Linked DNA regions of Podarcis muralis: region 2 is linked to region 1. The links are chromatin contacts, called in public Hi-C maps. All regions are on one chromosome and are shown on one strand. Each heading gives the region's core, a stretch centred on a gene start, on an enhancer-like site or on the middle of the called end of the contact. The rest is flanking DNA. Distances are from core to core; before and after follow the strand shown.

What was found. A called contact is a pair of places that touch in the nucleus more often than the background predicts.
Region 2: a contact with region 1 is called in a Hi-C map of tail, with 4 times the contacts expected there. The contact joins the promoter of SARDH here to the promoter of LOC114588966 in region 1. A contact is called at or near these places in 2 of 3 Hi-C or Micro-C datasets (blood and tail).

Annotation. Positions count from the first base shown.
Region 1 is chrZ:17,172,234-17,179,416 of rPodMur119.hap1.1, reverse strand. It overlaps LOC114588966 (torsin-1A-like), which reads left to right and starts at 3,276. Exons shown (of 5, transcript XM_028714815.2): 1 at 3,276-3,602; 2 at 4,403-4,668; 3 at 5,153-5,328; 4 at 6,693-6,814. The coding sequence starts at 3,377.
Region 2 is chrZ:17,396,275-17,403,457 of rPodMur119.hap1.1, reverse strand. SARDH (sarcosine dehydrogenase) reads left to right here and starts at 4,757. Exons shown (of 20, transcript XM_028714704.2): 1 at 4,757-4,865; 2 at 6,473-6,546.

The sequences.
Region 1 (7,183 bases), core at 2,027-4,526:
ACATTCCAGCTTGTTTATATCCTTCTTAAATGGTGGTGTCCAGAACTAGACACACAGGACTTCTGGTGGGGTCTGAACAAGGCTGAATAGAGATCAATCAGTTCCACTTCAGACACAAAATGAAGAGATACAACAAATATAGGGGAACCTTTTAAAGTTACATTGTACAATCAGAAAGGATTTGGTAAGATCAGGGCAGTTCAGGGCAAAATATGGTGTTGCCAAGTACAGTGGTACCTCGCAAGACAAATGCCTCGCAAGACGGAAAACTCGCAAGACGAAAGGGTTTTTTGTTTTTTGAACTGCTTCGCAAGACGATTTTCCCTATGGGCTTGCTTCGCAAGACAGAAACATCTTGCAAGTTTGTTTCCTTTTTCTTAACACCGTTAATACAGTTGTGACTTGACTTCGAGGAGCAACTCATAGCACGCGGTGTGGTAGCCTTTTTTGAGGTTTTTGAAGACTTTGGTGATTTTTGAAGCTTTTCCAAAACTTTTCCGACACCGTGCTTCGCAAGACGAAAAAAATTGCAAGACGACAAAACTCGCGGAACGAATTAATTTTGTCTTGCGAGGCACCACTGTACAAGGGATGGTAAACTTTTAAGGTCCTGTGGAAGAATGTGCTCCCCGCAGCCCTCTTCATGTAGCCCTTAGGACTTTCCCCAACGTCACATACCCTCTCGAGCCAGGCCACTCCTCCTTGCGTGGGATGTCTCCTTGAACTCTGACAATGACTCTCGCTCACCTGGATGAAGAATAGAGAGGGGGTATTTGTGTGTGTGTGCAGAAACCAACCAACTGGACAACAACAATATTTACATATATTTCTCTGCCCAGTTTCACCTCTGGCTCCACACATTGCTGGCAGGTGGCACCCAGGTATGTTAGCTGGACCTGTGCATTTTAAAGGAGAGCACCTCTTTCTGAAATTTCATACCTGATATTGATTTATTTTTTAAAAAAAAAAAATTCTTTAGAGCATTTGCACCCTGCTCTCCAGCCGAAAAGGCACCGAAGGAGACAGCCTACACCCACAGGATTATAATCAGAAAGACATCACACACAAGGAAAAAGGGAGAGATGGAAGCAACCCCAGGCACCAATTGTTAAGTAGTAGTTCTGGCATGCTCCGGTTTTCAGACGAGGCCCTACTCTGGGTCCCTTGACCCCAGTTGAGGTCGCTCTGTTGTTTTTAGTGAGGTGTGTTTGAAGAAGTAGCTGTTTTCAAAGGCTTCTGGTCCATTTCTGACAGTGTTTTGAGTTTCAATTACTGCTTTTAGACATTATTACTGCATTCGGCCTTTGTTAACATTTTGATTTTGCGATTGCCATTCAGAATGGGGAATGTGACATGTTTTTAAATATTGCCTGAAGTTTCTGATTTGTTAGTAGCCTTGAATATGTGTTTTAAATTATCATACCATCCTCTAGGGGGTCAGTAGTGAGCTCTCCCTTTTTTGCTAATGGAAAGCAAGTGGTATTAATCTTAGAATCATAGAATTGCAGAGTTTGAAGGGATCTTGGGGATCATGTAGTCGAACCCCCTGCAGTACAGGAATCTTTTATGCAACGTGGGGCACGAACTCACAACCCTGAGAGGCTTATGCTCTACCAACTGAGCTATCCCAGTTCAGAAACAAAAACACAACAAGCTGTTTTATTCTGAGTTAGACCCTTGGCCCATCTTATTATTGACAGGGCTGATAATGTCCCCTTCCCAAAACCCTGAAGAACCTCTGCCAATCAGTGTAGACAGTACTGAGCTGAATGGGCCAAGAATCTGACTCAATATATGACAGCATATTTATTAGGACTATAGCTCAGTGGCATAAATAAATAACACACCTTCCTTGGTTTCTAATTATAGGTTGTGTGAAGACAAGCCTTCCTTTTTTCTGCCCGGAACCTCCTGACAGTCATTGGGTGACCCAAGTTCTAGCATTATTGAAAGGGTGTGTGGGGATTTCCTACATAGCAGAGCAGCCTGAATGATTCTAAATAGGAATCAAGTTTTGCAATCTAATCACTCAAGTCTGCTGTACAGGAAAAAAGTTTTGGGTTTTTTATGAACCAGGATGAAATGCTGTGAATGCATCTATTGCCCTCTGCTGGACAAACATTAGAATTGCCAGATCATATTTATTTTGCCTCTGTGGGATCTGTTGTTATTTGGGGGTGGGGGTTTCTACTCAGCACTTAAAAGCCCAGCATGGCTGAAATGTGTCTTTGAACTCTGACAGTGCCTATGGGTCGGGGACAGAGAGGGATTCGTTTCCTTTTTTTGCAGAACTCTTTTTTAATTAAAGTTTTCCATAACATAGTATGATAATAGAAAACCAATGAAAATGTTAAAAAGCAGATTTAGGCGACACGGGTGGCGCTGTGGTCTAAACCACAGAGCCTAGGGCTTGCCAATCAGAAGGTTGGCGGTTCAAATGCCCACTATGGGGTGAGCTCCCGTTGCTCGGTCCCTGCTCCTGCCAACCTAGCAGTTTGAAAGCACGTCAAAGTGCAAGTAGATAAATAGGTACCACTCCAGTGGGAAGGTAAACGGCGTTTCCGTGCGCTGCTCTGGTTCGCCAGAAGCTGCTTAGTCATGCTGGCCACATGACCCAGAAGCTGTACGCCGGCTCCCTCGACCAGTAAAGCGAGATGAGCGCCACAACCACAACCTAATGGTCAGGGGTCCCTTTACCTTTTATTGACATGGTCTCATGGGAAAAACTGTGGCAAGTGGATATGAAATTTACAGCCCGTTTTATTTTAAAGGAAAATGTTAGGAAAATGATATTAACGCCAAATAAACTGGCAAATATGTGCAATCCTGTGTCAAATAAATGCTGGAAGTGTAAACATAATGAAGGGACGTTTTTTCATATGATGTGGACATACGAAAAAATACATATAAAAAAATATGAAAAAGCTAAAGGCTTTTGGGAAATGATACATAATGAAATGGAAAATATATTTAAACTAGTTTTTCACCCTTCAGTTACCTCTCTCAGCAGCCTCCCATGCAAAGTAGCAAAAATAAAAAAATAAAATGCAAAGAGCATGAGGCTTGCTTCCGAGTAACCCACGTGGCGAATTAACACTCGACAATAACAACGAAGAGGAAGAAGGAGGCGGAGGGAGACAGTCGAACCCACGTGATACGCTCTCCGCCGCTTCCCACTGGCTCTGCGCTCCGCCAATCATTTGCCCTTGCCCTTTCTCCTGCCCGGCACCACGATGGCGCCCGCGGAGCCGGAAATTTAACTTCCCTGCTTTTCCAGGAACCGGAAGTGCCAGCTCTGAGGCAAACTGGGCAGCGGGGAAGCAGCGGGGTCCTGCTCCTCCCGGGCCCCGTTCCTCGTCCTCCGGCGGCGGCGGCGATGAAGCTCCTTCCCCCGCGCCGGGCGGGGAGGCGTTTCGTGCTGGGCGCCACCGTGCTGCTGTGGCAGCTGAGCGCGACCGCCCAGGCGGTGGAGCCCATCAGCCTGGGCTTAGCCATAGCCGGCGCCGCCGCCTCCGCCCTCACAGGAATCATCTCCTACCCGAAGCTCTACTGCTACTTCGCCCACTGCTGCCTCCACAAGCCTGGCGCCCGCAGCGGGACAGGTGAGCTAGTGGGAGGGGGCGGGGGGAGCATTTCGCGTTCGGGTTCTGTGACGTCAGAGTGCGGCAGCCCAGGTGGGGTGAGCTCTGCTCAGAGGTGAGTGGTGTGCATGCTCTGACATCAGAGTAGGAAGGTGGAAACCAGACGCTCCCACTGGTGTCAGGGAAGAGGTGGGGAGTGGCAGTGCAGGGTCCGCCTAAGTGTTTCTGTGGATCTAGAGGTGACTGCTGTGATATCACAGGAAGAAGATGAAAGGAAAGTGTGTGCAGTTGTCAGGGAAGGAGAACCTTTGGTCCATACAGCTCGGTATTGCTCACACCAACAGGCAGCATCTCTCTCCAGGATTTTGGACAGGGATCTTTCCCAGCCTACCTGGAGATGTCATTGAGGATTGAACCTTGGACCTTCTGCATAAGCATTGCCTGCTTTATTACTAAGCTGTGGGTATCCTTTTCCCTCCTTTTTTATTTGCTCTTTGTTAGGCACTTTGACCACGGAACCCCTGACCCCGCTAACGACCGGATATGAAGGTTGAAAGAGCCAAGAAATTGTGACTCTGCTCATAAATCAAGAAACTGAGCCTTTCTCGGGGAATTTTAAGGGGTTTGGGCTAGATAACCCTTAGGGTCACTTCCAGCACTAAAATTCTATTATTCTTCTTACTTTGTGGCTCACTGGAGTAGTGCTTTTTCATACAGGTTGGGTTCCCCACACTAGTGTTTGCCAGGCAAAACATTATATGCTTGCACAGAAGGATTTCCAAAATGCTCCTTTAATCAGTTACTCCTTTTATTCCCCCCAGTGCTTCAAGAGGGTTTGGATGACCGACTCTTTGGGCAGCATCTGGCGAAGAAGGTGATTGTGAAATCGCTTACTGGATTTTTGAATAATCCAAAGCCGAAGAAGCCTCTGGCCCTCTCCTTACATGGCTGGACTGGGACTGGCAAAAACTTTGCTAGTAGGATAATCGTGGAGAGCCTTTTTGAAGGAGGCCTCAACAGCAAATTTGTACATCAGTTTGTATCCACTCTGCATTTTCCTCATCAGCAGAACATTTCCCAGTACAAGGTAAAAAGACCGATTGCATCTTAAGACTAGATCTAACTATTTCCTTACAGCTGTGGTTCTGGGGAAGGGCTGCAACATGCCCTTGAACCCTGAAAGTGACTCCTGCTGGCCTAGATGGAGAACAGAGAGGGGAGCAGGAACTAGGAACTAGCCTGCCCTACAAAAGTACAATGTACATTAATTGCTCGCTCTTGCTTCTGGCCCTTGCCAATCACTAGCATGAGGCCCTCAGGAGGTTGTCTGGAAGGGTATGTGTCTCTTTGTCTGAAAAAAGTTTCCCACTGAGCTGAAGTGTTCCTACTTTTGAGTGACAGAAGGGAGGGAAGGTGGGTGGGGACTTCGCCAGAACCACCATTGCCCCGCTCCAAGCCTACACCCCCTGAAGCAACCCCCTGCTATCTTTAGAGCCCTCCCCACAAGCTGAGAAGGCAGGTTTAGCAATACTGTCAATAAACAGAACATGTTGTTCTTTTGAAATAACAAGGACCAGTTGCAGATGTGGATCCGGGGCAATGTGAGCAGCTGCCCAAGATCTGTCTTCATATTTGACGAGATGGACAAGATGCACGCTGGCCTCATCGACTCCATCAAGCCTTTCCTGGACTACTACGAGGAGCTGGACGGTGTGTCTTACCGGAAAGCTATCTTCATCTTTCTCAGGTTAGGAACAAGCCTAGATGTGAAGCTGCAAAAGTACTTCTAAATTTAGGAGCTGGCACTAAAAGCTCTCATCTCCATCTTTGGAATATGTCCTGAAGAAAGATTTCATCACCATAGCCTAAGGCTTTAAATTATTGATCATCTGGTGGCAGGGAATTTTCTTCTTCCAGCTTAGCTTCTTGCTCTACTATCATTAATTTACTAACTGCTTTCTAAATGGCCATTTCAAGACAATTTACACAGTAGGTAATCAAAAAGAGTTAAAAGACAGAAAAGCACCTAATACATTTAAAACAAATCAAAAAACTTTAAGCACTGGGCACTCATAGTAAAGATCCATTTATCCAGCTGGGAAAGTTTGTCAGAACAAATATGTCTTCAATTGTTTTCAGAAAGTGCAGATGGTGGGCACCTGCCATATCTGCAAAACTGGGGCAGCCACACAGAAGGCCCTGCTCCAAGTTATTACAGAATGGGTTTCTGAGATCTCTGGAACTTGCAGGAGACACTTCACCACAGGGATCTACAGGGCATGTAAGGGATAAAGTGTTCTCTCAAGTAACCTTGAGTGGTGGCCACCAATCTATATAGCTTTAAAAGAGAATTAGACAGCTTTATGGATGACCATTGTCCTGATCCAGCAGGCTGCTGTTAGTTAACATGGTCCTAAACTGTATAGGGATTTACATATCAGTACAGTCATAACTCGTGTTGCGTTTGCTTCATGATACAGTGGTGCCCCGCAAGACGAATGCCTCGCAAGACGGAAAACCCGCTAGACGAAAGGGTTTTCCGTTTTTGAGTTGCTTCGCAAGATGATTTTCCCTATGAGCTTGCTTCGCAAGACGAAACGTCTTGCTAGTCTTGCGATTTTTTTCCGCTTCCCCCCCTTTTTCTAAGCCGCTAAGCCGCTAATAGCCTTTTAGCAGCTAAGCCGCTGAGCCTTTAATAGCCGCTAAGCCGCTAATAGCGCTAAGCCGCTAAGCCGCTAATAGGGTTGCTTCGCAAGACGAAAAAACCGCTAGACGAAGAGAATCGCGGAACGGATTCTTTTCGTCTTGCGAGGCACCACTGTACGTTTTTTCAGGTTGCGTCCCGTGGTGACACAGAAGTACCGAAAAGGGTTACTTTCGGGTTTCGCCGCTCGCACATGCGCAGACGTGCAAAATGACGTCATGCGCAGACGCAGGTTGCGTTCTGCTCATGTTGCGAATGGGACTCCGGAACAGATTCCATTCGCAACCAGAGGTACCACTGTACTATTATCTTGAACGTGGGGTCATAGCAAACTGGCAACCGGTACAAATTTTGCAAGGTTTTAAAAGCTGGCACTTGTTGAAAAACGCCTTCCTTTCTCACTTCAGTAATGCAGGGGCTGAAAAGATCACCGAGGTGGCGCTGGACTTCTGGAGGAGGGGAAAGAGGAGGGAGGAGCTGAGCTTACGGGACCTGGACCTGACCTTGTCTGTTTTCAATAACAAAAACAGTGAGTAATCAGGGATATTAAACCTCCAGTCCTTTTTTATTGATTGAAATACTTGTAAACCATACTTTTGTGGAAAAAAAGTGGTGCTGTGTATATGCTGCTGTACGCTGCCATGTTACCTTGTGTGAATTAGCAGCATGCAAATAAGATAAATCAATGCTGCCTAACACAGGGGTGGGAATCTGTAGGCCTGGGGACCAAATGAGGCTCTCAGGCCCCGTCTCTCTGGCCCTCAGAAGTCTTCCCAAGCTCACTTCCCCCCACCCAGCTTAACCCTGTGGCCAGCTTGAGCTACTTTTGGCTGCCTGGAATCTTTCCTTGAAAAGTGACTCTTACTTACCTTGATGAAAGTGCTTTTTTCTGGGGGTA
Region 2 (7,183 bases), core at 3,508-6,007, 220 kb before region 1:
TTAGTAAGGCCAAAGAGAGATATTTTTGCCACCTCCACACTTAAGTTTAATGGCAAACACTTAAAATCAAATTTCCAATGGAGGTAGCTATATAAATAAACTTCCATGTTCTCCTGAAGAAATGCTGAACTGTTGATTTGCATCAGACAAAACTCCCCAGTAGCACCTGAGTAAAAACATCATATGCTCCTCACTTATTTTATTTTACATTTGTATCCCACATTTCCGCCACAAATCTGGAGTGGAGTCCCTAAAGCGGTTGGCTGGCACCTTGCATGCCTCCTTTGAGCAACTCCTGTAGCCAAGTTGGGGCCAAACATATTGCCATGCTTTCCTTTGGACCCCAACGGCGAGCCCAAGAGGGGGATCTGGTCATCTGGGCAGCCCATGAGCTCCATACACACTGCCCAGGCTTGTGTCCTGGAAGGGTCACTTCAGTACTGCAACTTCAGCAAAGAGAGACCCTCAACCAACTCGTGTGTCAGGTGTCTGAACTATTGATTTCCCCAGTCTGACACTCCAAACAGATATGTAATCTATGAAACAATTTCTCTTCTGATATGAATGCTGGTTTTCACCACAGTGCCTGCCCCTTTTGGTGTTTTTCCCTAATGAAAAGCACCCCAAACTAAATCTCAGGTTCAGGGGCAAAAGTGGTCCTCCAGATATCTCCATCTGGTTCTCAGAACTCTCTCTCTCTCTCTCTCTTTGTCAGCTACTGCCAAGAATCTTGCATGAGTTAAAGCAGGGAGGGTGGGTATTTCTTCTACCTGCTCTGCTATCCAATCACCCTTCAACCAATCACCCTTTGGTAACTGCTTGCTCATGCTGGTGATTGGGCAGATCATATAGGAGCCACAGAGTTATGAAACACCAAGAAATAACCATATCCTTATTTAGATATGTCACTTCTGAGTACACACTGAGACGGAGTTTTGTGTGTGTGTGTGTGTGTGTGTGTGTGAGAGAGAGAGAGAGAGAGAGAGAGATTCTCCCTTTCAGGCCAGGCTGAAAGACTGGAGAGAACAGGCAACAGTGTGGAGGCTACCCTTGCCAGGTACTTCTTAGGTTGCTCACTTGATCATAGAGTTCAAGAGGTCTTGCTGCCAGGGAAGCAGCCACCTAAGAAGCTGCCTTCTACAGAGTCAGGTACATCTAGCTCAATATTATCCACACTGACAGGCAGCAGCTCAATATTATCCACACTGACAGGCAGCAGCTCTACAGACTTTCAGGCAGAGGTCTCTCCCCCCCCTCCCCCACACCTGGAATTGCCCAGGACTAAACATGGGTCCTTCTGCATGCAACACAGGGGCTGTGTTACCAACCTAACCTCCCCCTCCCTCTTAAAATTTGTGGTATAAATATCAGCCTCATATAACCAGCATGCTTCGTATCAGGGCTAGAGTCAGATGCAGGTCAGCAATAAAGGAAACAGATATCCATTGTCAGTGAAGTTTTTTTTTTTTAATTTAAATTTTATTTAACATAATTGTTACAAAAATATAAGCAAAACACTGCAAATACATACACACATATACACTTCAAATAGGCACATATACATGAAAAAGGAACAAAAGAGAAGAAGAAAAAATAAAGAGAAAAGAAGAAGAAAAGTTGGAAGAGTTTCTTCCAAATTTATTCTACAAATATCTCAATATGAAAATAATAATAAAATTTCATTGATTGACTTCCATCGCTTACACTGCACTTCCTATATGCATTTTAAGCAAGATTGTATCTGTTATTCCATATTTTTCCCATACAATCTCACACAATGAGAAGTTAACTCTATGCAAAGAACAAACATGTAACTCAGCAACACTTCCCAGTCTTCCCCTATAGAGCAGTTGCCAGGGCTGACGGTGCCTGCCTTCTACCCCTCCTAAGACGACTGCTCTCCCAGATGTTTCCCAAGAAGTCTCAAACGGCTCTGAGCACCTCCGGTCCCTGTTCTGCCCTCCTCATTATCCTGTGCATTCCTGGAGATCATCGGGGAGAGGAGCTTGTCGCAGCAGGAGAGGGAGCTTCTCTGGATTCTTCAGCAGTCCCTTGACACTCCTTCCCTTCTGCCTCAGCCTCAGAGTCCGAACTTCTCCCTGTCACAGGTTCCTTCTGCTCACTGAACCCTGTTGTCCCTTCAGTATCCAGCAGGCCCTCCCAATCTTCCCCCTCTGACATCTCCTCAGTGTCCCACCACCAGTCCCCGGGCTCTGAGCCTTCCTTCTCTGGGATTTCCTTTGGGGCTTCCCCAGCTGGTGCCTCCCACCACTCCTCTTCATCCAGTCAGTCCAGGACACTTAGCTCTAGTTAATGCCTGAAGGCTTTAAGACCATAGCATAATAAACCATTGGTTTTCAACCGGTGAGCTGCAGCTCCTTGGGGAAACTTGAGGAATGTTTAGGGGACCTGCAGCTTTCCTTCCCTCCTTTCTTCCCTTCCCTTAATTTACTTGCAGTCCATGTCTTCCTGCATCTCTCTCTCTCTCTCAAAAACAAAAACAAAAAACCCGCTGCCCCGCTTTAAAGATAAAATGAAAACATATATGCAGAAGCAGCTGCTTTTCTCTCTATTCCTCGCATCTCCCGGGTCCTCTTCCGAGCAGCATCTGAGGATTTTGAATGGTGCCTGCTAGCTGCTACTGTTTATCTTAATAAAATCTCTCCCACACACAACCAAACCAACCAACCAAACAAACATCTCCGTGGTTTTACACAGAGGGATTGAGAAATGCAAGAAAACAGCAAAACAGCTGGATGATGTGCACGCTTGGAAGTGTTTGTGTGTCCCCTCCTGTAACTTTTTTCTGCCTTTTTGTAATGCCCCCCTCTCACCCAAAAAAATCCCACCAGCACCTTCCTCCATTTTTAGAGTCCCCCCAGTCCTATATGGAAAGATGTAAAAATAACCCTGAAAACGGGGAGTGTCATCTGTGTTTCTCTCTCCTTACACTCCAACATCCCTCCTCCCTCTTGTTTTTTACCTCTCCCCCCCCCCCAGGCAACCCCCTTCTTCCTTAAGAGTCACCTAGTTTTATGGGGGCAGGAAGAATGTTGCAGGAAAGGACCATGTCTGTATGTACCGTATTTTTCGCCCTATAGGACGCACTTTTCCCCCTCCAAAAATGAAGGGGAAATGTGTGTGTGTCCTATGGGGTGAATGCAGGCTTTCGCTGAAGCCTGGAGAGCCCCAGCGCCAGCCCCACAAGGTCGGGGGACAGAGGGAGGCAGAACGCCGCTATCCCGCTGTCTCCCGAAGTGGTTTGGAGGCTGACGGCGGGGAGACCCCGCCGCCAGCCCCACAAGCTCCGGGGACAGTGGGGAGGCGCAGTGCGTCTTCCCGCTGTCCCCGGACCTGATCTGAAGGCGGGCGGCAGGGAGAAGAGCGCTTCTCCCCGCTGCCGGCCCCACAAGCGCCTGGGGGGGAAATAATTTTTTTTCTTTATTTCCCCCCCAAAAAACTTGATGCGTCCTATGGGCCGGTGCGTCCTATGGGGCGAAAAATACGGTATGTCCTGTGCTGTGAGTTTCTTGCTTCCCTGTACCCCAATAACAAAATATTTCTGCTTCTGTTCTTAATTTTGTTTTTTCCTCTCCACTGCCCCACATGTGCACACTAATTTTTACACAGACTATTATAAACATATAGAAAATTACAATAAAAACAGCACAGCACCAGCTCTTTCATTATAGTAGTCAATTATTGCTCTTGTGGGAACAAGAAAATCCTCACCTGCCAGTCAAAGGACAAGGAAAAGGCCGGTCTGGCTTCAAGAGGGAGTTCCAAAGTCTGGGGGCAAGCAGTGAGAAGGCCCTGAATTCAGCTCCTTTTGGAAAACATTGGCAGGCTCACATGCCCAATCCAGCAGGCGCCTTCTGCTGAAAACCTTTCTATTCCAGAAAGCTAATGCACACAACTGAGAGGATATATTTTACATTCATTTTTATTGTATCGGGGATGGTGCTGCTATTTTAAACAGCTTTGATTTCTTTTATGAATGGCAGAATATAATTATTCTTATAAATAAATAAATTCTGAAACTTTGAACTTTCCCTTTGCTTGCAAGACTGATAGCCCTTTATTGTGCCACAAAGCTCTGCTTGGAGGTAATTATTTCATTTATGTGTTTATTCAAGAACGTTTATCACTTGATTGTAGTAAAACCTCTAAGCGGTTTACAAGTTAGTCATCCGCCCTGTTAAGAGGGCCCAATCCCACCTTCCGTGGGAGCCCTGTGTTTGGTGTCGCTGTTCCCATGCTGCATGGAACACTCTTCCTGCAGAGACGCGGCTACCAGCCTCTAACTTTTCCCTTTCGCTTACATTGACAGACATAGGCAGTTGTTTAAAACGATTTTTCGTCTAGCCAGCCGTTTTCAAGACTTGCTTCACACTGCTTTTAAAGATTTTTTTACCTTGCTGGACAGCTCCCTAATATTTTGTAAGGGGGTGGAATAGAAATACTTTTTACAAATACAATAAAGGAAACGTTATTGAAAGGAAAAGTCTCCTCCTTAATTGGTGCACAGGATTTTTTGCAGAGCTCAGAAAATGCACAGCCTACAACCGACAGAATATCGCAATGTGCAAAAGTAGAGCTCGGAAGGTGATCCCTGAGCCGCCCCTCTTTCCCCTATGGTAGGTCTGGCTCTTTAACCCAGTTTCAACACAGTCAGCCCCTCCTTCCTCAGCTGCACTGTGGCAAACCCCTCCCTCTCCAGTCTCTTGTCCAATAAGAGCCCAGCTAGCCGACACTGCCCACATTTGATTGTTCTTACAAGGAATGGTTCTGGCTGTAAAGTTGCCTCGTTTGCTGGCGCGGGAGAGAAGTGTGGTGGTGTTGAAAGAACTCAGAAAGAAGCAAAGGTATAATCCTCTCTCTCACACACGAACACTTACGCGTGCACTGCCACTTGCATTCTCTCTCTCTCTTTCTCTCTCGCGCTTTCTTTCTTTCTTTCTTTCTTTCTTTCTTTCTTTCTTTCTTTCTTTCTCTTTCTTTTTCTTTCTTTCTCTTTTTCTCTTTCTCTTTCTCTTTCTTCTGCTGCTGGTTGCCTTTCCTTCTTCTTCTTCTCCTTCGGTTGTCTCCTTCCAGTTCTGAAACAAATTGATTGTAAGCTCGGTGGGGCAGAGAGCTCTGTAAAAGTGGCTATGTACATTGGAAGGCTGATGTAGCTGTGGTTAGAGTAGACCGTTGGGAGAGACCAGGGGGTCAAATCCCGAACTCAGCAGCATGACTCTCACTGGGTGGCATTGGGCCAGTCGCTGTCTCTCTCAGCCTGGCCCTTCATCGCAGGGTTGTTGTGAAGGTAGCATGGAGAGGGGGAGAACCATGTTCGCCGCTTTATGCTCCGTGGAGGAAAAGGTGTGATATAAAAAAAGAATATCTAGAAAACCTGACCAGTGCTATGTATAAAGCTTTGGAAACGCATAAATATTCACTTTGCAGACTTGGATTAACTGCCATTTATGAGTCTCTGTTCCTGTGAAATCTACTTCTGCCCCAAATATCTCCCCAATGTATTTTCTTTTTTTTGGGGGGGGGAGATCCATTCAGTTGCCCCCTCTCCTCCAGCATGATATTGTCTGATGTTTCTTTAAACAACCATCAAACAAAAAAAATTGTTGAGCTTTTTTTGCCATATGTCCGGATTTTCCTGGACATTAGTTATTAATTAATTTTTTTTTTTAAAAAAAAAAACCTATTTCAGCCCAGACACTGCTGCTGACTGCAGTATTCTGTATACATCCAGGGAATCCCAGATGTATGGCAAACATAAAACAAACATGTGTGGCATGGGGGGGGGCAATACCCCCCTAAACAAGGAATTCGCTTCCCCCCACAATTGCTACTTACATTGCTGGTTATTAACACATGCTGTTAGTTTACAAATATACTTTGCCCTGCTGTGCCCACATGAATTCTACACCGCCCCCCGGTGCTGCCACTGACAACAGATTTTCTATCAACAAATCCCACAAGTTAGTACTGTGCAAAGTTCAATGCAAGGCATGCCCTCGTTTTGTTAATTGTGCCAAAAACATCTGTGCTTGCCCATTGGAGCATAGAATTATGTGATTCTATTTCAAGCCAGACTCTGCCAAAGCTTGCTGCCCAAATGAGCACAGATGCACAGATGGAGCTTCTTCTTCTGAGGCAGGATATGTCCACATGAGCATGGGCATAGCCAGGATTTTTGTTAGGGGGGCAGGCCTTTTTTTGGCAGGGGAGAACCTCAGTTAGCTATGCATTTTTATAGATTTTTATTGGTTGGGGTGGGCGGCTGCTCCTGCCTGCTCCCCCTTGGCTATGGCCATGCACATGAGCTGTGTACACGTCACTCCACATTCCCAGAAATGCACTGACTGGACTCTGGGACTAGCAGCCCCTGGCCAATAGCAGCAGCAGCTGCTGCCTTCACTTCTGATCTGGTGTCCTCTTTCAACTCTTGCTTAATTTTTTTGTGTAATAGCAGCGTGGTTGACAGCCCAGCCCGGCATTCCTAGCAGCCAGAGAGAAGAGTCCAGCAGCAACCTGACTTCAGAGGTAAACAGGATGGAGCTGACTTTCCTTTATGTTGCATTTGAGGGTGGTGTTTGGCATGCATATGAGCTGTGCATGAAGTGGATGTTTTGTGTTCCATGCATCAACTGTGTAAAGCATGATAGCCTTATTCTTCATGAATGGGGCTAATCCTCTTTTAAAGCTGTCCAAGTTGGTGGCCATCACTGCCTCCTGCAGGCAAGTTCCATAACTCTTTGTTGCATGAAGAAGTCTATTATTTTTGACCTGTTGTAAGTCAGCTTTTCTTTTTTATGAAGGGACGCGGGTGGCTCTGTGGTTTAGACAGAGCCTAGGACTTGCCAATCGGAAGGTCGGCGGTTCGAAACCCTGTGACGGAGTGAGCTCCCATTGCTCGGTCCCTGCTCCTGCCCACCTAGCAGTTCGAAAGCACGTCAAAGTGCAAGTATATAAATAGGTACCGCTCTGGCGGGAAGGTAAACGGCATTTCCGTGCGCTGCTCTGGTTCTCCAGAAGCAGCTTAGTCATGCTGGCCACATGACCCGGAAGCTGTACGCTGGCTCCCTCGGCCAATAAAGCGAGATGAGCACCGCAACCCCAGAGTCGGTCACGACTGGACCTAATGGTCCGGGGTCCCTTACCTTTACCTAAGTCAGCTTTT